2 separate regions of the Mus musculus genome follow, and region 1 is linked to region 2. Evidence: chromatin contacts called from public Hi-C data. All regions are on one chromosome and are shown on one strand. The core of a region is the stretch at or near the end of the contact, and the rest is flanking DNA. Distances in the headings are between cores, read along the strand shown. Region 1 overlaps Pdia5 (protein disulfide isomerase associated 5). Region 2 holds the start of 1600019K03Rik (RIKEN cDNA 1600019K03 gene).

Region 1 (6,463 bases), core at 86-2,585, 52 kb before region 2:
AGGCTCCACCCTACTGAGAAGAGAGGCAAATTCACCTTCAACGTCACAGCTCGGTCATACTGCATGTGAAAGGCGCCGTCCCTGTCAAATAAGGGAGAAGAGGCATCAACAGTGTGTTTCAGCTCACAGCCACTGTTCAGAATTCATTCTCTCTCTCTCTCTCTCTCTCTCTCTCTCTCTCTCTCTGTGTGTGTGTGTGTGTGTGTGTGTGTGTGTGTGTGTGTGTTGCTCTCTATGTCTCTGTGTCTATCTTTCTTTCTAAGAAATAATGGTAAGTACCGGGAGGAGGGGGGAATCATTCTGAAATGATCTAAATTTACCTAGAATCTGCTGTCCACTGAAACTACCAATAAAAGCTCTCAGCACTCACTCCGAGATTGGAAAAGCCCACGTGTACTTACTGGTAATGGAATAATTCAATCTTTTTGTCCTTTGGGCTGAGGTCAACTTTCATCTTCTTGCACAATTTTCTACTCTCTGCGTCACTGAAAGACAGAAATGTTGGGGGAACATTTGTTACCTGAAGTCGGCCCATAGGTGTTGACAACAGAATCCGATGGAGACGGAAAAACAGGGCAGAAGACCTGGAATTCTCGGACCAGAAGAAGTCCAAGAGGAGGGTGTGGCTCGGAGGGAGAATAACTGACTGACACAGTCTGTGCTGGTCAGGAGAGGAAGTGAGCAGACAGGGAGAGGATGTGCTGCCTCAAGGATGGGTCCAGTCAGGGAAAAGCCGGGAGACTCGGGGGTAGGGAGCTCACTGGAGTGAGAAATATAAACCTCAAGCCAGGAACCCTAGTCCCAGTTGATCAGGAAGCTGAGGCAGGAGAATTGCTTGAGCCCAGGAGTTCAAGACTATTGGGGGTGGTGGGGTTAGTCCCTCTACGCCATGGTCTATCACTTGGGGAAGTTTAAAACACTCTGAGCTTCTGCTTCCAGATCTGTGGACATGGTGCCTGAGCAAGATTTTGTTTCTGAGGCTCTGAACATGTGCCACCTGCTACGGGCCATCTGTCTGGGAAAGGGAAATGTCCTGCTATGTTGGAGGATTGCTGAAATCTGTTATAAGCCGGGAAGAAGAGCAGTGCTTCGGTTGCAGGAGCCTCTCCTGTGGTGTCTGAGAATCTACAGGGATCCTTCTGGCAAGCAGTGCCTCCCAGGTGCCCGTCGATGTCCAGGAAGCACTCATACATGACCTGATCTAACTGTGGCATCCTTCCAGAGAGGCCAATAAAGTCTTCAGGTGTGTTCCCTGAACCAGCACTACCCGGGAACTCATTAGACATGCCAAGGCCCCAGCGAGCCTGCCTGCTCCATGAAAGACTCTTGGCTACTTGAGCAAATGTGTCCTAACACTACTCCTGGGCAATCCAGCTATGTGCTGGAGTGTGGGAAGGACCAAGCGGTAGCACTGGCCAGCACTGGTCCTTCTTCCTCTCGCCTCCCTGTCCCAGGCACTTGGAGACTCCCTGCTTTCCCTGCAACCAGCCAAAGGCGACCTGCTGCTCATTTCCCCAGCACCCCATTTGTCATCTCAGGGCCATGGCTCCAGATCTGAACGGGATCAGTGAGAACAGCCTGGCCATCAGACATCTGCTGGATCCGTGACCACACGGCAACAGTCTCCAGGGAAACCGTGGTGCCGGGTCTGGCAGGTACCTGTGGGAAGTTACTTCCTTTGCCACCTGTCGGCACAGCCCATTTCCACACACAGGCACACCAGCTTCCCACAGCTGGGCAGGAGCTCCAGAACAGATGGGCTCATTAAACCACCCAGCTCAATTCTCCAAGCAATATCTTCAGCAGACAAGCAAAACTGCAGGTGCCGATGTAAGAGGGAGAGATTTCCGGGTTAAGAAAACAAGTCTGTCTGGGTGGTGGTGGCTCACACCTTTAGTCCCAGCATTGAGGAGGCAGAGGCAGGATTTCTAAATTCAAGCCCAGCCTGGTCTACAGAATGAGTCTCTAAAAACATAAAAGAGAGAGAGAGAGAGAGAGAAAATATATCTGGAAAAATCAGGAGGTAGAGGTGGATGGAGATGTCACGCTGCCTCCCCTCACAAAGGAAGGACAGGTAACAATATCATCATGGGGGACATAGCTGGCAAAGGACTTGAAACAGGGAGTGTTACGAGAAATTAGTCTGGGGCAGAGGAGAGCAGGACTGGATGGCACAACGCATCAGAAGGCAACCCACGGCATCTGGCCTAGACCCTCTCACCCTAAAGCCTTGAGTATGCTCGGCACACCTCTCTGACAGCAGCCTTCTTGCTCTGGGTTTACCCTGGCCTTTGGGGGAGTCGACTGCGAAGCGGAACTGACGAGGCCTGTGTGCCAAACAGCAGCAAACAAGGCAGCTTTCCCTGTGCTGAACTAAGTTCCTGGGAGAGAGTGCCGTGCTTGGGATACTTAAGACCATCCCTGACACTGCTCACCCATCCGTCTATCCGGTTGGCTGTGTTCAGCTCTGTCCGACCATTTCTTTGATCACTCTCCCATCACCAGGTGGGACCAACAAACCGTGCTTTGGCTGCCATGTGACCTCCTCAAGCCCCAGTCCCAGCCTGACAGTCAGCAGGGCCTGCAATCTTCAAAAAGGATAGGAAGGAAGGATAGGCCCCAGGTCACGGGTCAGCTCACCTCCAAGTCCTTGTGTATTCTGCTAAAACGTAGGCCATGGAAGAGACCCAGAGCTGAAGGCTCAAAAGCCACTTGGGGGGAAAGCTTCACACCAGGCACCATGGGAGAAGCCACAGTCCTCTCACTGTGTGTTCTTAGTGCAGCATCAATCCTAGCTTCTTGGAGAAGTAGGCACCAAAGAGACCAGCCAGTCAGGATTGTTCTTGATTGTCATGGGAGAGTTCTCTGTCCTACCTAGGTCAACTGCTCTGCAGCTGTCCCCTTATTGTCCCGGAGCCACACCTTGTCCTTGCTTGGCATCTGGCAGTCACTCTCATCTAATCCTACCTTTTGCAGCTTCATTGCAGGTCCTGCCTGCTACTGGTGGAGCCAGATCTAGAGCCGGTACAGTTCGGCAGCTAGCTGATAGGCCATCTCTTAAGACAGGTTCAGGCCACAGATTTGGAAAGATCCATTAATGCCCCCTCTTAGCCCCCAGTACTTTCTCTCTCCTTACTCTTACCCCACCTGCTGCTCCTGAGTCTGACTGCCCAGCTTAAGCCATCTAATCAACATGGCTCCCCATACCTGCAGCAGCCACCCAGACTAGCAGCCCCCCTCCCCCACCTGTACATGTGGGTTCAGATCTGGAGCCATGGCCCTGAGATGACAAATGGGGTGCTGGGGAAATGAGCAGCAGGTCGCCTTTGGCTCTCTCCACAGCACTAATAACGTCTGACCACTTGTCTCTGTGGCTCCCCCTCAGAAAGGTTTGCCCCCCAAGGCAAGGCCTTGCCTTCACTCACAGCTGCTCCTCAGGGTTACCAGAGCAGTTGGCACATGGTGGCATCCCAACTGGAATGAGAGATGACTAAAAGATGCTATCTTGGAGCTGCTTGGACAAGGCCCTAAATGAACTTCTGGCTTCTTGGGCACCAGGAACTCTGCCAGGTGACAAATCCTGAGGTAGGAGGGGGGGCTCAGTTCTCTGCCCTCTCCCCGACAAGCCCGTCTCTTAAGAGTGTCTAACTATGCACGTGAGCGTGTACTAATTGTGCAGCTCAGACAGTAGAAGTCATAAGAGTTCAGGAAGGGAAGAAAATTACCCACGTGAGGGACTTAAAAGGATCTGCCTTGAGAGATTAAGAACAATTAATTGATCCACTGCCTCCCTCCCTCCCTCCTGCAGAGTGACGGAGGCTCTATGGGGAAAGAAGACAAAGGCAGAGGAACGAGCTACTTTGCCTGAAGTCCCAGAGAGCCAGGCTCTGAGCCCAACTCTCCTCTGGCTGGCAGGAACCAGCTACCAACCTATAGGGAGGCCACATCATCAAGGCCACACACCATCCCTTTCTACTTCGTTTGGCTCTCCACCTTCCCTACAAAGAATGAGGGACAGATCACAGAGGCCTATGTACACCCTCATCCCACATCCTACACCCCAAGAGACATGTACAGGTGGGGGAGGGGGGCTGCTAGTCTGGGTGGCTGCTGCAGGTATGGGGAGCCATGTTGATTAGATGGCTTAAGCTGGGCAGTCAGACTCAGGAGCAGCAGGTGGGGTAAGAGTAAGGAGAGAGAAAGTACTGGGGGCTAAGAGGGGGCATTAATGGATCTTTCCAAATCTGTGGCCTGAACCTGTCTTAAGAGATGGCCTATCAGCTAGCTGCCGAACTGTGCCGGCTCTAGATCTGGCTCCACCAGTAGCAGGCAGGACCTGCAATGAAGCTGCAAAAGGTAGGATTAGATGAGAGTGACTGCCAGATGCCAAGCAAGGACAAGGTGTGGCTCCGGGACAATAAGGGGACAGCTGCAGAGCAGTTGACCTAGGTAGGACAGAGAACTCTCCCATGACAATCAAGAACAATCCTGACTGGCTGGTCTCTTTGGTGCCTACTTCTCCAAGAAGCTAGGATTGATGCTGCACTAAGAACACACAGTGAGAGGACTGTGGCTTCTCCTCCCAAGTGGTCCAGGGCCCCCTCTCCATCTGTACAGACCAGTGTCTAAGCCAGTGGTTCTCACCCTGAGGGTCACATATCAGACATCCTACACATCAGATATTTACATTACAATTCATAACAGTAGCAAACATACAGTTATGAAGTAACTATAAAAATAATTTTATGGTTGGGGGGTCGCCACGACATGAGGATCTGCATTAAAGGGTCACAGCATTAGGTAACCACTAGTCTAAGGTTTCGCTCCTCAGAACTTACTTCCCAAAAGCACACCATATGCCAGAAGATACCTGCAGCCACACAACAAGCATGACACTTCTTACGGGAGTCTATTTTCTCCCATGGGAAGTAACATTTGCCCTGCTTAGGCAAGAAGGTGGAAATGCAAATTTTAAATAATTCTTAGAAGAAAATGTAAGACTTCCAAATACATCCCACCTGCCCTGGCAGGCCCGCAACCTTGCATGTGGGGACTGCTTCAGGGAAATCAGGCAGACGGGAAAGGGGAAGTAAGGGAGTTTGGTTAGGCAGTGGCCGAAGACTCCAGGGAAAGAAGCAGGCAGCAGGTGAGGCGAAAGCCTGACCATGGAACTAACATACCAGGCCTAGTGTCTGTTGCTGGCTTCAGTTCAGCCTCCTAGATGGCAGTTCCACACAAGGCCCCATCAGTGTCACACCAGGCCCCAGAGCACCGGGGAGCTACCAACACCCTCACCTGTGGCCTACCCACTGTGGAGGTCGGAGCTGGAAGGGAGAGGGGGAAGGAAGAAGCGACAAATCCATAGACCAGATCCATGCACTCAAGTAATGGCCAGGGACGAGGAGAAACGTCAACAGAGGAGTACGTGAGCATTGGCACATGTGCATGCGTGTGTGTGTGTGTGTGTGTGTGTGTGTGTGTGTGTGTGTGTGTGAAGGGCAAAGGAAGAGTCGGAAAAATCAGAGTTACAGAATTATCTTTGGAAGGAGAGAAGAGGCCCAAAGAACGGGAGTAGCAGAGACTCTGCTCCTCTCTGGGAGTAAAGTGCAAAGGAAGAGAAAGAAGGGGACAGAGGACAGACAGCACCTCAGCACATCAGAGAGGAGAGGAGAGTCAGAATGAGAGGAGGCTCCACAGAGCAGACTCTGGCACTGGAAGGCACATGCTCACCAGAGAGCTAAGCACACCAAGCTGGCAGCTTTGGGCACTTTCCGAACCAGATGATTCTGGGATGAGAACGATTTGAAAGCTCCTATTGTGTATTTCACGGACGGTTATAACGTGGTCCAGAAATAGTTGGTGATCTGCAGAGGTTCCACAGTGGAACTCAAAAGCCAGGTCCCCTGCTCTGCAGTTGTACAAAATCCACTCCACTCGATGGCGGGCCTCCAGTTCACACTCTTCCTGTCTCAGCATCCTGAATACTGGATATTACAGGTGTGTACCACATGTCCGGCTCACCTTACACTTCTAAAGAACACAGCAAAGCATGCTATGGACTCTACACCCAATTGCTCTTCAGGGAGGGCTCCTTCTCCAGAGCCAAGGCAAGAAGTCTAGCTGGGGAGACTGAGATGGGAACCTCAGCAGAACTTACTGTGGGGTGGCTAGCGGACCATCTGATGCTTCATAGCAATACTCAAAAAGAGGAACAGCGTCTCCAAGCCGCTTCCTCCCTCCTCAGCAGAGAGTGCCAGAAAGCCATCTCAAAACACTTCTGCCAGGAACAGGAGGGTCTCATCTTCGAACTCACAGACACACACTGGTTGCATACAGGACAAGGCGATGCCTAGGCTCCCATGCGGTTCACGTGGTGAGTGCCTTAAGGCTTCACAGGGTACATTCTAAGGACTAGGAGGTAGAATGAATAGGCAGAAGGGCAGAAGCCAGCTAGCTCATCCCT
Region 2 (6,636 bases), core at 1,640-4,139:
CCCACCCACCCCCTCCAGCCCAAGGCCTAGGGCATGGTTGGAGATGATCAAGTGTTTGGAATACACTGTAACAAATGTGTTTGTCAGTGCACAAAGGAAACTCTCTCGGCATTATAGACAAACCGCAGAGCAAAGTGACCAAGCAAGCTTCTGACCAAAAGAAGATCCTGACAAGTCCTTCCAAACACCAGGGTGCAGGAGGACACCTCAGGGCCTCCTTCTCTGCACCTTGCTTCAGTGGGCCTGAGGACAGCATGACTGGGTATTGAGTAATTAGGAATTCACTATCGGACATTGATTGGACATTCATCATAGACCATTTGCAGGGCATCCATCTGACATTCCATTAAGGAGACATCACATTACAGGGCCTAGTGCTCAAGTTGGCAAGTGCAGTTAAGAACTGTCCTTTCTGCCCTTGACCTCTCCTGGCCTTGCCTTCCCCTCCACCCACTCATCTTGTCTCCTGCTAGGACAGTGGCTTTTAGCCTTCCTAAGACTGCCACTCTTTAATACAGCTCCTGGTGTTGTGGTGACCCTGCCCACCACCAACCATAAAATTATTTTTGTTGCTACTTCATAACTGTAATTTTGCTACTGATATGAATTGTAGTGTAAATACCTGATATGCAGGATATCTGCTATTCAACCCCTGTATGGGTCACGATTCATACGCTAAGAACCATTGTGCTAGGAGCCTGCTTAAAGCGGTATTACCTCCTGGGCACCTTCTTTAGCTTTTAGTTAGAAAATGGTCTCCTTATGTGCCTAGAGTTCCCCCAAACCCTATTCAGTCATCACGCTTGAGCGGGGGATATGGGACTATTAGAAGTCTAGCCCCCAGGTGACACTGAGCACCTGAGGACGTAATTGCATCTGGCTTCCTCCTGATTGCATCTGTCTTGTGAGCTATTTCCACAATGCATCTGTATTCCTTCCCTTTTTCTTTTTCCCTCTCTGGTGGCTTTACCTGTAAGGCCTCTGGCTCTATCTAGCTCATTAAAAAAACAAAAACAAAAACAAAAAACACGCAGTCTTGCTAAAACTAAATCTAGAATTGACCTTAGAAGACACTGTTTTCCGCCGTAGTAATAATGTTCACCTTACTAAAGACTTTAAGGTGTGTATTTAAAGCCATGTCTCAGAATCTGGGCTATCTAGCTATCTTCCACCTATAGGGTAGCTCTTCTATTACAGTTACATTTAAATGACTCAAAATCTCATCCTAGCGGTGTTGTGAAACCCAACACCCTGCCCCCGCCCCCTGCCCCGTGTCCGTGGTGTCCCCCCCTCCCCCTCCCCCTAATACCTCAGGAAAGCCTTCGCACCTTCAGAAACGGGCTCCTGGGGTCTTTCAGAGATGGAAGGCAGTCCTTTGGCCTCTGAATCACTTATGTCTTGTACAGATACTTATGAGTCTCCTGGCACTTTGTGTTTCTCTCTTCTGTGCTGACGAGCATGGTGTGGCCACTCAACCCATAGGGTCCACACTAACCCCCAAAGTCAATGACATTGAACTGTTATAGACACCCAGTTGGAAATGTAAAAGACAAGAGCCCTCTGGTGTGGGAATGCTCTTGGTGTGTATGTGCATGAATGCGTGCGTGCGAGCGTGTGTGCATGTGTGTTTGAGAGATCAGCAATTACATGTGTGCATGTCTGTGTCTGTATATGTGTGTACATGCACACGCATGTGCATACACACACATGTATGTTAGTTGAACTATGTAGGCTTTGGTATTAGTCAAGATCTTGCCTTATATTTGGGAAAGTCTCAAACGTCACTGAGACATAGTGACACAAACTCCTCAACTAATCAGCCTCTGGGGTTGGTGACTTTGTCCTTTGAACAAGGGTGACATGACATAGAGAACGTTTGCGTTCAGATTTCATGTCTGGGCAGCAGAGACTTCAATGTCCTGCTTACCCAGGTATTTTATTTTATTTTATTTTATTTTATTTTATTTTATTTTATTTTATTTTATTTTATTTTTGGTGTGACCTTGACTGGAGAGGTAGCCATGCAACTTCCTGTCTAATTTTTAAAGACTTCAAATCTCCAACTTTCCTGTGATGTTTTTAATTTCCAGAACGTGCACACAAATATACATCATCATCAAGGGGGTGAGACTTAACTCGCCCTTTCCATCAAAATGAGCTAGACTCATGACTCATTTTCATGTGGAATACAGTGACGCACTGGTGTGTGACTTGAGAGACTAGATGCTAGCAGACACTGCTCTTTCTTCCCCATCCCCCTATTCCCTTGGGACTGTTTCCTCTGCAGAAAGCCAACTGCTATGCCCTGAGAGCTCCACGGGGTTGCAATAAGATTCATCTATAAGAGAATGAAACCCGTTGTCCGCTGTCAATGGACTAATGGGGTGTTGTGCTAATCCCAAGTAAATATGCCATCTTCAAAATGCTCCTCCAGCCCCAAACTTCAGAAGGTCAAAACTACCCAACACCTCGAGAGCCCTAAAAAGAACCCTCAAACCAGAACCACACAGCTAATTTGCAGAAACTGTGAATTACAAATATGTTATGTCTACCCTCATAATGTTGGGCTACTTTGCTAAGGAGCACACATAGTTAACATACTTCTGGATTCTAGGAGCCCCTGAGAGCTTCCCAGGGAATTCCTTCTCTGCTGAAGTTTGCTGGAGTTAGAGATGTTCTCTGCTATTTACAACCCTTCCCTTCTTGTCATCGCGTCTCTCTGCTGCTGTGGCTGCTGCAGGCCTCAGGTCCCACCCAGGTCCCCATCTCTCACCCCTGAGTCAGGTAGGACAGTCCAGGCTTCTTACGATCCCTCCATCTCTGGAGGCTTCACCTTTCTAGATCTGTCCTCAGCTGTAAAGGTGTCCTCGCCACTCTCTCGCAGCCTGTTCTGCAGTACATCTCTTCCTGCTCCTCTCCGGAGACCTTGCCATCTGCCCTCCCTCATCATCGACTCACTGCTCCCTTGGGGTTTCTCATAATCTCAGTGAGCTGAATCACCTGGTCTCGGTCCTCTGAGACCTGTCCTTTCTTGGTCTGTCTGCTGTCCTGAGCACCGTTCCCCATAATTGCCTTGGGGAAGGTCTCCATTTCCTCTGTAATGCACACCCTGCGGTTCTGTCTCCCAGGAACGACTGCTCTGTCTCTCCTCAGGTAATTAATTCATTCTCTCACTTCCTAGATTAAACTGCCTGCCTCTCACCGTGTCTTCCTTTAAGCTTTTCCAGAGCTGCCTTGACCTCTGAGGCTCCAGTTCTCAGTCATGAGGCTTCCTACATTTCCTGTCTGGAACACAGGGCCACATTCCTTTCTGCTCAGCCACTCTAATTAGCTCTGTCACTGAGGCCTCAGCTAGCATCTCTGCAGACTTTTCTCCATCTATTAATGGTCTCATCCTTCTGGAAAGCAGGCTCAGATTCCTAGGCATCTCTGACATCCCACTCTCCTCAACTGCAGAGCCTCTGTGCTCAGGAACTCCCACTTCCCTTCCCAGTCCTAAGGGCTCTGTCACCTCTAATCCCGACCTCTGTGGGTGGCTCTTTGTTCTGGTGACCCCTTTGGGTGCTCCCTCAGTTACTCTCCCCTCCATGCAGACTTCTGAGCAGCATTCTTGAGCTATAGTCTCCATCCCAATTACTGCCTCTCTCAAGAATCTTCCATTATATCCAACAGTTATTGGGTTCCCACTGCACATATATTATTTATGATTCTTTGCATGCAACTTATTGAGACCAACTTGTGACAATTTAAACTGAAAAGGAGGAGTAGGTTGCATGCTCCTGGGATTCAAAGGCAGAAAAGCAGCCAAGCCTTAGGACCCAGAGCTCTTAGACTCCACAGTGAACTCTCTGTCTCTGTTTCTGTCTCTGTCTCTGTCTGTCTGTCTATCTATCTATCTATCTATCTATCTATCTATCTATCTATCTATCTATCTATCTCTTTCTCTGTCTCTCTCTCTCCTATTCTGTTCAAACTTATTCCCTGCATCTGCCATTGCAGACCCAGAACTTTCTGGTACTCAGTCTCTTGCAGAGAGATCACTTCTTACAAAGCCTGAGAAGTGACCACATGACCACTCAGGAAAGTCCTTCAAATGGGGCTGGAGCCCTCCAGTCCCGGTTCATATGTAACATGTACACATGTGTTCTAGTCGGGAATTATCTCTCTGTAAATGATGGGAAGCCAAGGAAAGTGACCTGTGTGTTCTTACAAACAAGCTTTGGGACAGGTGGGTTGAGATAAACTCTCCTGATTGGGAGGTAACAGGGACTGGACGTCATTCATCTCTCCATCGCTCTTCTATGGCTATTCTTTCTCTAACTAGATCTGTCCCTCCTACGTGCCAAAGGCTGCCTGATAAACATGGCCAGCTGAGAAGATAGCCTCTTTTCTCTCAGATTCGTATTCTGAATTTTGTTTCCATATTTTACTTATTTATTTGGAGGAGCATAAGTATGAAATCAGAAGACAAATTCCTTCCACTGTGTATGTAAATCCTAAGGATGGAACTCAGGTCACTGGGCTGGGCAATCTCCTTGGCCTCCAAATTCATATTTAATATATCCTGGGGCACAGCTCTAATTGATAGGGCTTGGGACCTGTCTTCAGTCCTCTGCAGGTGGGAGGACTGTCACAGAGTGGCTCGTGGCACTCCAGCTCTAGACAGACTGGCTGGGTCTAAATCTGGGCTCTATTGCTCATTGGCTATGTGACTATGGGCACCAAGTCTACAGTTCTCTGCCTGTAAAGGAGGGACAAACAGGATCCACTTCATGGATTATTAGAAAGATTACATTTAGAGAGTTTAGTATGGCGTCTGACACAAAGAAAGGTCCATGAAGCATACCAGTGACAAACACAATAACGGTGATGATAAGGTCCATGGAGGGCAGGAAGAGAGAGGAAAGAAGCACTTACTAATATTATTATTATTAATCGTATGCTGTAGAATGTAGTTTTGTCTATACTGTTTTGTGGTTTTGGCTGGTCCCATGCACGCACCTGCCCAAGAGCTATCTCAGATCAGCGGATAAAAGACACATACATACATTAGCCCACTTTTAACTAGCTTATTGGCTCTGTGGCTGGGCTCTTCTAAGCCTTCTGCGGCTAACACGGCCTTACCTTCACTCCTAGCTCAACACTAAATCTGCCCGAAACTTAGTTGCCTGGTTACCTTCTGTGAAGCCCATTGGTCTTGCTGCCCAAGTCACTTTTGGGCCACTTTCCTCGCCTACATTTTGGAAGATCTCCCTGTCACTCTGAGTCTGTTCCATGTCTCTCCCCCAGGTATCTCAACTCTTCTCCTCTCCCTAGCCTGCAGGAACCTGGAAGTCCCGCCTCTTTCTTTCTGCCCAGTCATTAGCTACTGGCATCTTTATTGATAGACCAAAAACCAATTGGGGGCAAGGACCTTTAGCATCAGTAAACAGATTCCCCAGAACTGGGGTTACAGATGCTTGTGAGCCACCATGTAGGTGCTGGGAATTGATCCCAGGTCCTATGGGAAAGCAGCCAATACTCTTAATCACCAAACTATCTATCCAGCTCCCGAGAGTTGCATTTCTTGAACCACATGCTTCCAGAGAAGACCTATTCATTTCTTAGGATTTCTATAGCAAAATACCACAGACTGGGCGGCTAAGGATATAAACTCACCATGTCACAGTTCTTGAGACCAGCCATCTGCAGTCAAGATGGCAGCAGTGCTGTTTCCTTCTGTGTCTGTTTCAGGGTCCAGATGTCCCCTTTTCATAGGGGCACCAGTCATATTGGGCAAGAGCTCACTCTAATGACTTCATCTTAACTGGTCACCTGCAAAAGCCAAATACGGCTACAGTCACCTGCAAAAACAGTTACAATATCACCATTGCTTGGATGGTATCATGGTTTGAATATGCTTGGCCCTGGAAGTGGCACTATTTGGAGGCCTGGCCCTTTTGGAGTACGTGTGTCACTATGGGCATGGGCTTTAAGACTCTCACCCTAGCTGCCTGGAAGTCAGTCTTCCACTAGCAGTCTTCAGATGAAGATATAGAGCTCTCAGCCTCTCCTGCACCATGCCTGCCCGGATGCTGCCATGTTCCCACCTTGATGATACTGGACTGAACCTCTAAACCTGTAAGCCAGTCCCAATTAAATGTTGTCCTTTATAAGACTTGCCTTGGTCATGGTATCTGTTCATAGCAGTAAAACCCTAACTAAGACAGATGGGGAACACAATTAAATCTAGAATAGGTAGATGGGACAGTATTGGCTCGCTATATACATGTCCTCTGTTTCCAATCCCCAGGACTGAGCAGCTCACTCAGTTCAGTTGCTCATCCCTAATCCTTTCAACAGTGGCCGAGGAGTACACGATACTTGCCAATGACAGTGATCAAGTGTCAGAACGTGCTGGGATATCGGCTCACATGCTGCACCCACATTTTCTGCACTGTCTACTCTAGTGTGCAGAATGGGGACAGCTCCCTGGTAAGTTGGTTCTTGGAGATGAATGGGAAGGTTCTCATCATGTGTTGAGGCAACCCCTCCCCCATGAAATCACTAATGGCAAAGCAGATTTCTTAGACCATGTGCTCCAGAGGAAGCCAGCCAAGGTACCACGGGACCAGGAGAGAGGATGGAGAGGCCTAA

What was found. A called contact is a pair of places that touch in the nucleus more often than the background predicts.
Region 1: a Hi-C map of liver shows a contact between it and region 2, with 2.4 times the contacts expected there. The contact joins the enhancer-like site here to the promoter of 1600019K03Rik in region 2. A contact is called at or near these places in 1 of 39 promoter capture datasets (liver), 1 of 15 datasets of contacts at CTCF or cohesin (the NIH/3T3 cell line), 6 of 484 Hi-C or Micro-C datasets (all in liver), 5 of 115 datasets of contacts at active chromatin or transcription factors (bone marrow-derived macrophages, embryonic stem cells and liver) and 3 of 9 other capture datasets (adipose tissue, liver and pancreatic islet).

Annotation. Positions count from the first base shown.
Region 1 is chr16:35,456,061-35,462,523 of GRCm38.p6, forward strand. Pdia5 (protein disulfide isomerase associated 5) reads right to left here. Exons shown (of 17, transcript NM_028295.1): 4 at 402-485; 5 at 36-81. Among named protein-coding and RNA genes, the nearest start is that of Pdia5, 32 kb to the right of the region's middle. Within about 2 kb of position 1,336, at least 8 of the 459 cell types and tissues checked have an H3K27ac peak or open chromatin away from gene starts, as enhancers often do. A contact at or near this core is called in liver and pancreatic islet, where this site is marked.
Region 2 is chr16:35,506,530-35,513,165 of GRCm38.p6, forward strand. 1600019K03Rik (RIKEN cDNA 1600019K03 gene) reads right to left here and starts at 2,890. Exons shown (of 3, transcript NR_040481.1): 1 at 2,774-2,890.